3 separate regions of the Mus musculus genome follow, and all the other regions are linked to region 1. A link is a contact called in public HiChIP or PLAC-seq data. All regions are on one chromosome and are shown on one strand. The core of a region is the stretch at or near the end of the contact, and the rest is flanking DNA. Distances in the headings are between cores, read along the strand shown.

Region 1 (2,700 bases), core at 79-2,578:
AAGCCCTTTTTAGTTGTTACATCTGATGAAGTAACAAACAGTGCAATTAAGCTGCATTTTAAACAGTATCCCCAAACTATAATTAGACTCATTTCAACAGGCAGTATGAAATGGAGACTTTCCATTCTTTTCTTAGGAGGTCATTAAAATCCACGTGTACTTTACAGCAGAGATTGCAAAACCACCCTTAAAGTCAGGCTTGCCAAACTGCATGAGCACCAGGAATAAATCCTTGTGGAGTGAGAAGGCAAGAGAACTTGGAACTCAGTTGTTTAGTCCCAGAAGGGTGGCCAGCTCTGTGTCTTCAATCGTTTACCTGGTCTGGACAAATCCTGATACCAGAGCAAGAGCAGAGCTCTCTAGGGAAGGAGGTGATAACTTGTTTTATTTATTTATTTATTTATTTATTTATTTTTGGGCGGACATACTGCAACCCACAACTTCTCCATGAAAAGATAATCTGGTTATAACGAAACATATCTACACAAAATGAGGTTTCTTATAGTAGCTTTAAAAGATTTGTGTTAGTGTGTGTTTGTGTGAGTGTGGCCCCCACAGAGGCCAGAAGTACTGGATCGCTTGGAGCTGGGGAAGACAGGCTGTTGTGAGTCACACGGTCTAAGCGCTGGAGCATAACAAGGTTCCCTGGAAGAGGAGTAACGGCTCTTAACGATTTAGTCATCTTTCCTCAAAAGCAGAAAAAAGGAAAGAGGCCAAGTGCAAATGAATGTTTGCTAGAACTCGGGGTACGGCTCGATCCACCCTCAGAAACAAACAAAACAGACAGACAGACGTGCCCCAGTAAGGAGCAAAGCCCTTGTGGAGCCTACGTTGAAAATCAGGATTCTTCAGAGTGACTGGGGTCAGCGGCTCTGAAGGATTCTCAGATGTGATGGCAGCTTAGGCGGCCCCTGCTCTCCCCTCGGTCCCCACTGATTTCCCCAGCCACCCCGGGCGAGCAGCTTGATTCTCCCGCCGCTTAGCGCTGCGGTTGCCATGGCAACGCAGTCAGCTGCGAAGGAGCGCGGAGCCCATCGGGCGGTGCCATCTTCCCTTGCCCCGTACCCTCGGGGACACCCTGGCGTCCGTCTTGCTCCTCCCAGAGACCCACATCCCTATCCCGAGCCGGCTGCGGACATCCAAGGAGCCGAGAGTACGGAGAGCCGCAGGCGCTTAGCGACGGCAAGCCCAGCCTCTCGCCGAATCCCGCGGAGCGCGGAATATCGCGAGACCTGGAGCGCCGTGCCTTCCGCCCCTCTTGACGCTCTTCCGCGGCGCTGCGGCGCGTCACTTCCTCCCGACCGGGCCGGCGGCGCGCGCCTTACATCCGGTTCCCGCCGCGGCTTGCAGTTGTCTTTCTGCGGAATCCGGATCATGGCGGCTAACGCCACGATGGCGACGTCTGGCTCGGCGCGGAAGCGGCTGCTCAAAGAGGAGGACATGACCAAAGTGGAGTTCGAGACGAGCGAGGAGGTGGACGTGACCCCCACGTTCGACACCATGGGCCTGCGAGAGGACCTGCTGCGCGGCATCTACGCCTACGGTGGGGCGCGGGCCTCGAGGCGGGGGAGGTTGGGGGCCGGGCCCCGGTAGGACGGGGTTAGGCCCGGCGGCGACGAGCGGCTCCGCCCCAGAGCTCCGGCCTGCTCCCCCGGGGCTGCAGTCAGCCAGGCTCTTCAGTGGCTCGTGTAGCGAGCGGATCGCCATGTGTGTCCCCCGAGGTGCCCCGAGCTTTGATGGGGAAGTCGCGGCTCTAAGTCTGGTGGGTTCTCGCCTTAGGGAGTTTAAAGCTTTCTAGGGAGGCGAAAAACACGAAGCCAAAGTGCTTCAGGCGGTGGGAATTGGGAAAACAAGAGAATGAGCAGCTGGGTAGAGTAGGTAGATTGGTAGGGGACAGTTAAAAGAGCCGAGAGAGAGCTCCCAGAGGCGTTCATAATCACCAGGGTGACCCTGGCTTCTCGAAGCCATGGCCAGACCTGTGCCAGGAACAGAAAAAGAACCCCCTGTCATGTTTTAAACGCCTGGGTAAAGATTTTGAGATTCATTCCTAAATACCGCTGGAAGCCACTGCAGGGCTCTAAGCAAAATTGACAGGATCGGGCTTACAGTTTGAAAGTTTATCTTGGTGTCTGGATTTGGAGTTAGAAGAGGAGGCGGGGGTGATGGCCGGACTGTAGAAGAGAGATGCTGATGTTGTCGTTGAGTTGGAGCTGGATTTTTTTTTTTTTTTTTTTTTTTTGAGTGAATGGTCGGTCATGCTGCTGGTGTGTGTTTAGGAGCATTTAAGGGAGGCCAAATGAGCTTTGTCTTTTTGTTTCTGTCCTTTTCTTTTTTCCTTTTTTTTTTTGAGACTTTCTCTTTGGAGCCCTGGCCGTCCTGGAATTCTTTGTAGACCAGGCTGGCCTCAAACTCAGAGATTCCCTGCCTCTGCCTCCCAGATGGTGGGGTTAAAGGTGTGCCACACCAAGCCAGGATTGTTGTTGTTGTTGTTGTTTTGAGGTAGGGTCTCTACCTAGCCCTAGCTGCCCTGGAACTCACTAGACCAGGAAGATTGGTCCCTCCCATTTTTAATGATACCCAGCTTGGGTTTTCGGTAATCCCAGATGTAGGCAAGTTGGCAGCCAAGAATAGCATTACAAGTCCTGTGTTGAGCTGGCAAGTGTCACTAGCTACATCTTAAAAGAGTGTAAAAATAAACTA
Region 2 (2,960 bases), core at 246-2,745, 560 kb before region 1:
CTTTGAATTACAGAAATCCACCTGCCTCTGTCTTCCATGTGCTGGGTACACCACCATGCCTGGCAGGCAGGTCTCATCTTTTGATGACAGGGCTTTCTAAAGGAAAATGGCTAAAAAATGGTCTGCACTCGGATAACTTTGTTGTTTAGAGAATACCACCTAGTTTCCCACGCATATCTCCTCCCTCGTTCTAGGTTCCTAGATGACAGCATGGCCAGATGTACAGTTTATGTGGGATGCACAGCTGTGGCCACTGCCCTCTCTACATGTACTTTGTTACTTGTTGAGCTCTGCTTGTCCACTCTCTAATGACTGCTGACTTGCGTGCTCATCTATAGATGGGAAGTGAATCCAACTTCCCTTCCATTAATCCTGGGCTGTGTAGGGCAAAGCCTGAGCCATGGCAGCTATGTATACCCACTCACTAAGAGGGTGCCGAGGTCAAGTGGGCTGCACCTCAGCTCCTGAATACAGAGCTTCTCTTTTGAGCTGAGTAAGGCATTTCTGCCTGTCACTGAGGGGCTAAGTCTTAAGACAGGAATTTAAAAAATAATTATTTAATTTAAAAAAATGGTGTGTGTGTATGTGGTGTGTGTGTGTGGTATGTATGGTGTGTGTGTGGTATGTGTGGTGTGTGTGTGTGAAGGTCTGTATGAGCACCATGTGCATGTAAGAACCGAGTGAAGTCAAAGGAGGATCCCTGGACCTGGAGTTATGCATCAGAGGTGCTGAGAACGGAACCCACATCTCCCGCAAGAGCACTGAGAGCTCCTAACCATTACGCCATGTGTCCAGCTGAGACAGGCATCTCTATAAGGCGACAACACAGGACTGCAAAGACTCGATGTCAGTAGTTCTAAGCCTCCAGTGAGCCCAGGAAGCAGTAAGTAGGAAGGCACATGTGCCAGGAGACCTAGGCCTGTGATAAGCCTGGATGTGGTGGAGGAATGTAGCTTGGGTTGCACAGTGGCAGGAAAATCCAAAGAAAGCAGCCTTCTCACTCCGTGCTCTCTCATGTGGCTACAACTCAGAAGTAGAGGACTGACATTTCAACTTAAAACTCTACAGTTCCAAACACTGGGCTAGATTTACAAGTAAAGTCTAAGAAAACTAGTACAATCAGCTTAGAATCTCTCTGGGTGAAATGTCCTCAGATCCGATTTCCAGCTCTGAGGTATGGAGTTGCTAAGCAGCAGCTGAGGAGAGGAGAAGGAGGTGGCTTCCAGTGTACTCTAGAGACAGGGCCACATGTTCTGCTTTCAGTTTCCCCTGAGAGACAGGGAACTGGCCACTCAGATGGAGTTGGCAGCGCCTCTCTAAGCGACAGCAAGTGCTCACACAGCTACCTCTGGTACTCTCAGGCATCCTCCTGGGGAGTGACACGCTGCTTCCTGCAAAGCTCAGTTGCCACGTGGCACCAAGCTGTAAGGGATCTATCTCGAAGCTTCTGGTGAACCGTGTTACTCAGATGTCGGACGGACTGACGTCACAGACTGGGGAGGGGCTGGTGCGTGACTAATGAGGGCTCAGGCCCTCCCTCCCTCCCTCAGCTTACTGACCAAACTCAGCAGACACTGAACAGAGTAGGTAGTCACAGGTGGAGTCCTAAAGCCCCTGTGGCCTCATGGGCTGGGGTGGCAGATACAGAATAAAGAACTCTGGGGAGTCCTTTAGAATCAGGAACCCCACAGAACACTGCCAGAAAAGTCTAACAATGTGCAGGACATGGAGAAAGGGAGACACTTGTAAATATTACTGTGTAGTTTAAAGCCTATTTCAATGACTGGGCTGACTGTGGATGTTGAGCTCTGTGTGACACCGTAGCAGAGAACACAACTCTAAGCTTTACCACCCTCTGACTGGGATGGGAGGCACAGTTGTTTTAGTGGAAAGGGAAGCTGTGGTTACAAATTACCTCTTGATTTCACATCAGCCCTGATTTGCCAGGAGTGATTCTCCCTGGCTCCTTGCCAAATCAACTGCCCTGTCTTAACATCTCCAAAATACAACCTGCCACCCTCACACACGGATCAGGGCCCATGGGACTGAGGTAAGGACACTGGGTTCTGCCTCAAAGCAGAGGCAGGAACTGGGCCTGGCCGGCAACTTGCTACTTGCTAAGCTCTAGAAGGGCTAAGGATCTATTTTCATGTCTAGACTAGAAGTAATAAAAGACCGTGATGTTCTAGGATTGATTTTCAGAGCAGTGGCCACAGCTTTCTGAATAGCATGTGGTGAAGTGCAGTCTCTCAGAGCTCTGCAGCTGTTTCTGAACCTCAGAGCCTTATTGGGAAAGGACTGTATAGACACGAGGCTGCGAGTCCTCATCTAGGGCTTGAAGAGCTGGCAGAGTGAGGTCAGGTCCTCTGATGATCTGGAAATGGCCAAGACTTCTGCCAGTCTTTAGAAACACAGGTCCCAGGGCTGGGGGAGTGGTGGCAGTGGCTGGCGGTGGTGGGTGGTGGTGGCTGCGTGTGTATGTGGCCATTGTATTTGTTCTTCCTTGTGCGCCTGTCATGGTGCTTCAGAGTAAATCTAGTTATACCTTCCCTTCTGAGTCTAAGCTGTCGGCCTAATGTATAGAACCTTTGGGGGGTGTTATACTGACCCACTGCTCTGGCCTCCTATCTCCAGTGACCCTGGAACATCTGCATGGTCTTTGTAGTTGACCCTCAGCATCCTCGTATGACCCACTAAGCTTTGGTCACCACAGCAGGGACTGTGTGTGATAGGTGAGCACTCCCCCACTGAGCTACATTCCTAGCATTAACTCTCTCCAGCAAGTCCCTGCTGGATTTCTCTCAGTTAGGGCAGACACATGTGTAGCCTCTGCCCCTTGGTGCACACTCAGGGCCTCACCAGGTCACTACTATGCCGGGATGAAAAGGCTCGCCGTGCTTCCTGACTCCTCAACAAGAGGAAAATAGGGAAGAACAGAGGTGGCTAATGGCTGTCTGTCA
Region 3 (2,948 bases), core at 330-2,829, 630 kb before region 1:
CTTAAGACAAGGACAGAAAGCGGCCACATTCTTTGCCAAAACAGCACAAAACTGGCTTCTAGCCCAGTTGCTGTTAAAATCTTTGCTTCCAGCTGGGTGTAGTGAGTGGCACACACATTCTGGAGGCAGAGACAGGTGGGTTTCTGTGAGTTAGAAGCCAGCCAGATCTACATGGCAAGTCCCAAGACAGCCAAGGTTACACAGAGAGATCCTGTCTCAAACAAAACAAAACAATCCTTCCCCTCTAAGCCCTTGAGCTAAACCACAACCCGACTCAGCACCATCTTTCAGGATCTTACCAGTTCAGCCTGTTAAGCACTGCTTTCAAGTTCAACTTCTCTTCTAGTCCAAAGTCTTCTTCAAACGGAAAAAAAAAGTAAGTTTTTCCACAGGCACACACACACACACACACTCACATGCTGTGTGCACATGCGTGGTTTTCACAGATTAACTTTTTTTTTTTAAGTTATTGGGGTTGGAGAGAGGACTCACAAGCACTTGCTGTGATCCAGATGTCGGAGTTCAGTTCCCAGCACCCACATCAGGAGCACAACCTCCTGTGACGGTAGATCTACAGGGTCCTATGTCCTCTTCAGGCCATGACAGTCTCCCCTCTCACACACATGTGGCGTACACTCACACCAGTAAAGTTAAATCTTTGAAAAACTATTAACCTGGATTGGGGTCTACTAATTCATAGATCTCAGTGCTCCCCAGCCCCCAATCTGTCTCTCTGCTCCCTTGTATTTCAAGTCTTCGAATACTCCATTTTAATTAATGTATTGGTTTTCTGGCTGCATCCCTCTTTGTCAATTATAGGCCGTTACTTTGTTGCTAGAAACCAACCCCAGGATTTCTCACAAGTATTCTTCTTTAAAAAAAAAAAAAAAAAAGGTTTATTATTATATGGAAGTACACTGTAGCTGTCTTCAGACACACCGGAAGAGGGCATCAGATCTCATTATGGATGTTTGTGAGCCACCATGTGGTTGCTGGGACCTTCAGAAGAGTACAGCCCACAAGTATTCTTCCATTAGACTCTCCATCCTTTCTTTTGAAGCAAGGTCTCACTAGATTGCTCAGACTGGCCTCGAATTCAATATAACCAAGCAGATCTGAAATGTGAGATCCCCGGGCGCGGTGGCGCACGCCTCGGGAGGCAGAGGCAGGTGGATTTCTGAGTTCGAGGCCAGCCTGGTCTACAGAGTGAGTTGCAGGACAGCCAGGGCTACACAGAGAAACCCTGTCTCGAAAAACAAAACAAAACAAAACAAAAAGTGAGATCCTCCTGCCTCAGCATCTGCAGGGGCTTTGGTATTTTAATTGTCGTACTGAAGATTGCAACCTACACACAGGAACTGTAGAGTCGTGGAGGTCGCACCTTGAGACTCTCACCGCAGCTTACCGCAGCTTTCTTTCTCATACACATTTATATGTCAGTGTTTAAACAGAAGAGGATTTCCCCTCTATCTCCCCACCACATTAACCATCGCTGTTTTCATTCTGCTTCTCTAAGACGGTCTGGCTACAGTGTCTCCTCTCCCAGCTACCTCTTCTGTAGTTTCCTGAACTTGCAGATCTGCACTGCCTGTTCCCCGCATGTTTCGGGCGGGGTTGCACGGTGGCTCCTCCCTTTCCTTCGCCTGGCTTGGAGGTCTTTTTCTGGTCTCTGCGCTCTGGAGTGGAAGCGGCTTCTCTTTCGGTTTTGCTGAGTCTTCTTTCTGATGAAAACCCTGAGGTTGCCCAGCCTCTCTCACGCGCACGCGGGCATCTTTCCTGTGCATGGCTGCCGTGTGGTGGTTTGCTTCAGTTCCTGTCACAGTGACTGTGATGACTCACAGTTTTCCTTGAATTTTTACAATTTGTAAATTGTATTTGTTGGATTTTTTAAATTTGTAAACTGATGCCTTTCGCTAATTTTGAGTCTTTTTCTTCATATTTTGTTTTTCTGCTACAGTATTTTTTTTTCTTTAACAGCATCTTTATGCAGGAACTTTGTGTGTGTGTTGTGTGTGTTGTGTGTGTGTGTGTGTTGTGTGTGTGTGTATGTGTGTGTTGTGTGTGTGTGTGTGTTGTGTGTGTGTGTATGTGTGTGTGTGTTGTGTGTGTGTGTGTGTGTGTGTGTGTGTGTGCGCGCTGGAATCTGAACTCAGGTTGTCTGGAAGAGCAGCAGCTGCTCCTGTCTCCTGGGCCATCTCTGCAGCCTGGACTGTCTTTTCCTTTGGAATCACATGCATGCTCTCTGTCCTTAGTATGACAAGTTACTTAAAGAGTTGTAAATGAGGCAGGGCGTGGTGGTGCACCCCTTTAATCCCAGCACTTCGGAGGCAGAGGCAGGCGGATTTCTGAGTTCTAGGCCAGCCTGGTCTACAGAGTGAGTTCCAGGACAGCCAGAGCTACTCAGAGAAACAAAACAAAAACAAAAACAAAAAAAGAGTTGTAAATGGGACAGTTTGAGTGGCACACTTGGTCTGTTACAATCCTATTAGCTGCCTGGGAATGTTGGGTTTTTCTGTCTTTTGTTTGTTTGTTTGTTTTTGGTTTTTTTTTTTTTTTTCGAGACAGGGTTTCTCTGTGTAGCCCTGGCTGTCCTGGAACTCACTCTGTAGACCAGGCTAGCCTCAAACTCAGAAATCTGCCTGCCTCTGCCTCCCAAGTGCTGGGATTAAAGGTGTGCACCACCACCTCCCAGCGGTCTTTTCTGTTTTTACAGACCCTCTCACTAGCTAGTTCAGATCTCAGGTTTTGCTGCCTTCCATGGCTCGTGGGTCCCTAACTAGCTTGACTCTCAGGGTCTATCCACACTTGTGTGACTTAGGGGAGGCCTAGGACTTGTAGGGTCCTCTCCAGGCTCATTCTTTCCTGGGACACATACAGCCCCCTTTACAGCTCATCCCTCCCACACACACACACACCCGCCTCAGGGTAAACGGTCCTTTTTTGCTGTG

Evidence for each region. HiChIP or PLAC-seq counts read pairs in DNA pulled down with a chosen protein or histone mark.
Region 2: a contact with region 1 is called in an H3K4me3 HiChIP or PLAC-seq map of bone marrow-derived macrophages, with 2.8 times the contacts expected there. The contact joins the enhancer-like site here to the promoter of Eif4a3 in region 1. A contact is called at or near these places in 11 of 39 promoter capture datasets (the 3T3-L1 cell line, the HPC-7 cell line, HPC-7-derived erythroid cells and 6 more), 8 of 115 datasets of contacts at active chromatin or transcription factors (bone marrow-derived macrophages, craniofacial prominence, effector CD8 T cells and 5 more) and 3 of 9 other capture datasets (embryonic stem cells, macrophages and pancreatic islet).
Region 3: a contact with region 1 is called in an H3K27ac HiChIP or PLAC-seq map of embryonic stem cells, with 4 times the contacts expected there. The contact joins the enhancer-like site here to the promoter of Eif4a3 in region 1. A contact is called at or near these places in 5 of 39 promoter capture datasets (the C10 cell line, cranial neural crest, hematopoietic stem and progenitor cells and 2 more), 1 of 15 datasets of contacts at CTCF or cohesin (large pre-B cells), 3 of 484 Hi-C or Micro-C datasets (the G1E-ER4 cell line, cerebral cortex and embryonic stem cells), 18 of 115 datasets of contacts at active chromatin or transcription factors (T-cell acute lymphoblastic leukemia, bone marrow-derived macrophages, craniofacial prominence and 11 more) and 2 of 9 other capture datasets (adipose tissue and liver).

What each region holds. Positions count from the first base shown.
Region 1 is chr11:119,298,671-119,301,370 of GRCm38.p6, reverse strand. Eif4a3 (eukaryotic translation initiation factor 4A3) reads left to right here and starts at 1,328. Exons shown (of 12, transcript NM_138669.1): 1 at 1,328-1,543. The coding sequence starts at 1,375.
Region 2 is chr11:119,862,041-119,865,000 of GRCm38.p6, reverse strand. The region is part of intron 20 of Rptor (regulatory associated protein of MTOR, complex 1); the gene reads right to left. Among named protein-coding and RNA genes, the nearest start is that of Rptoros, 29 kb to the right of the region's middle. Within about 2 kb of position 1,495, at least 167 of the 459 cell types and tissues checked have an H3K27ac peak or open chromatin away from gene starts, as enhancers often do. A contact at or near this core is called in bone marrow-derived macrophages, macrophages, microglia and 2 more, where this site is marked.
Region 3 is chr11:119,927,187-119,930,134 of GRCm38.p6, reverse strand. No RefSeq gene overlaps it. Among named protein-coding and RNA genes, the nearest start is that of Baiap2, 14 kb to the left of the region's middle. Within about 2 kb of position 1,579, at least 140 of the 459 cell types and tissues checked have an H3K27ac peak or open chromatin away from gene starts, as enhancers often do. A contact at or near this core is called in the G1E-ER4 cell line, T-cell acute lymphoblastic leukemia, adipose tissue and 5 more, where this site is marked.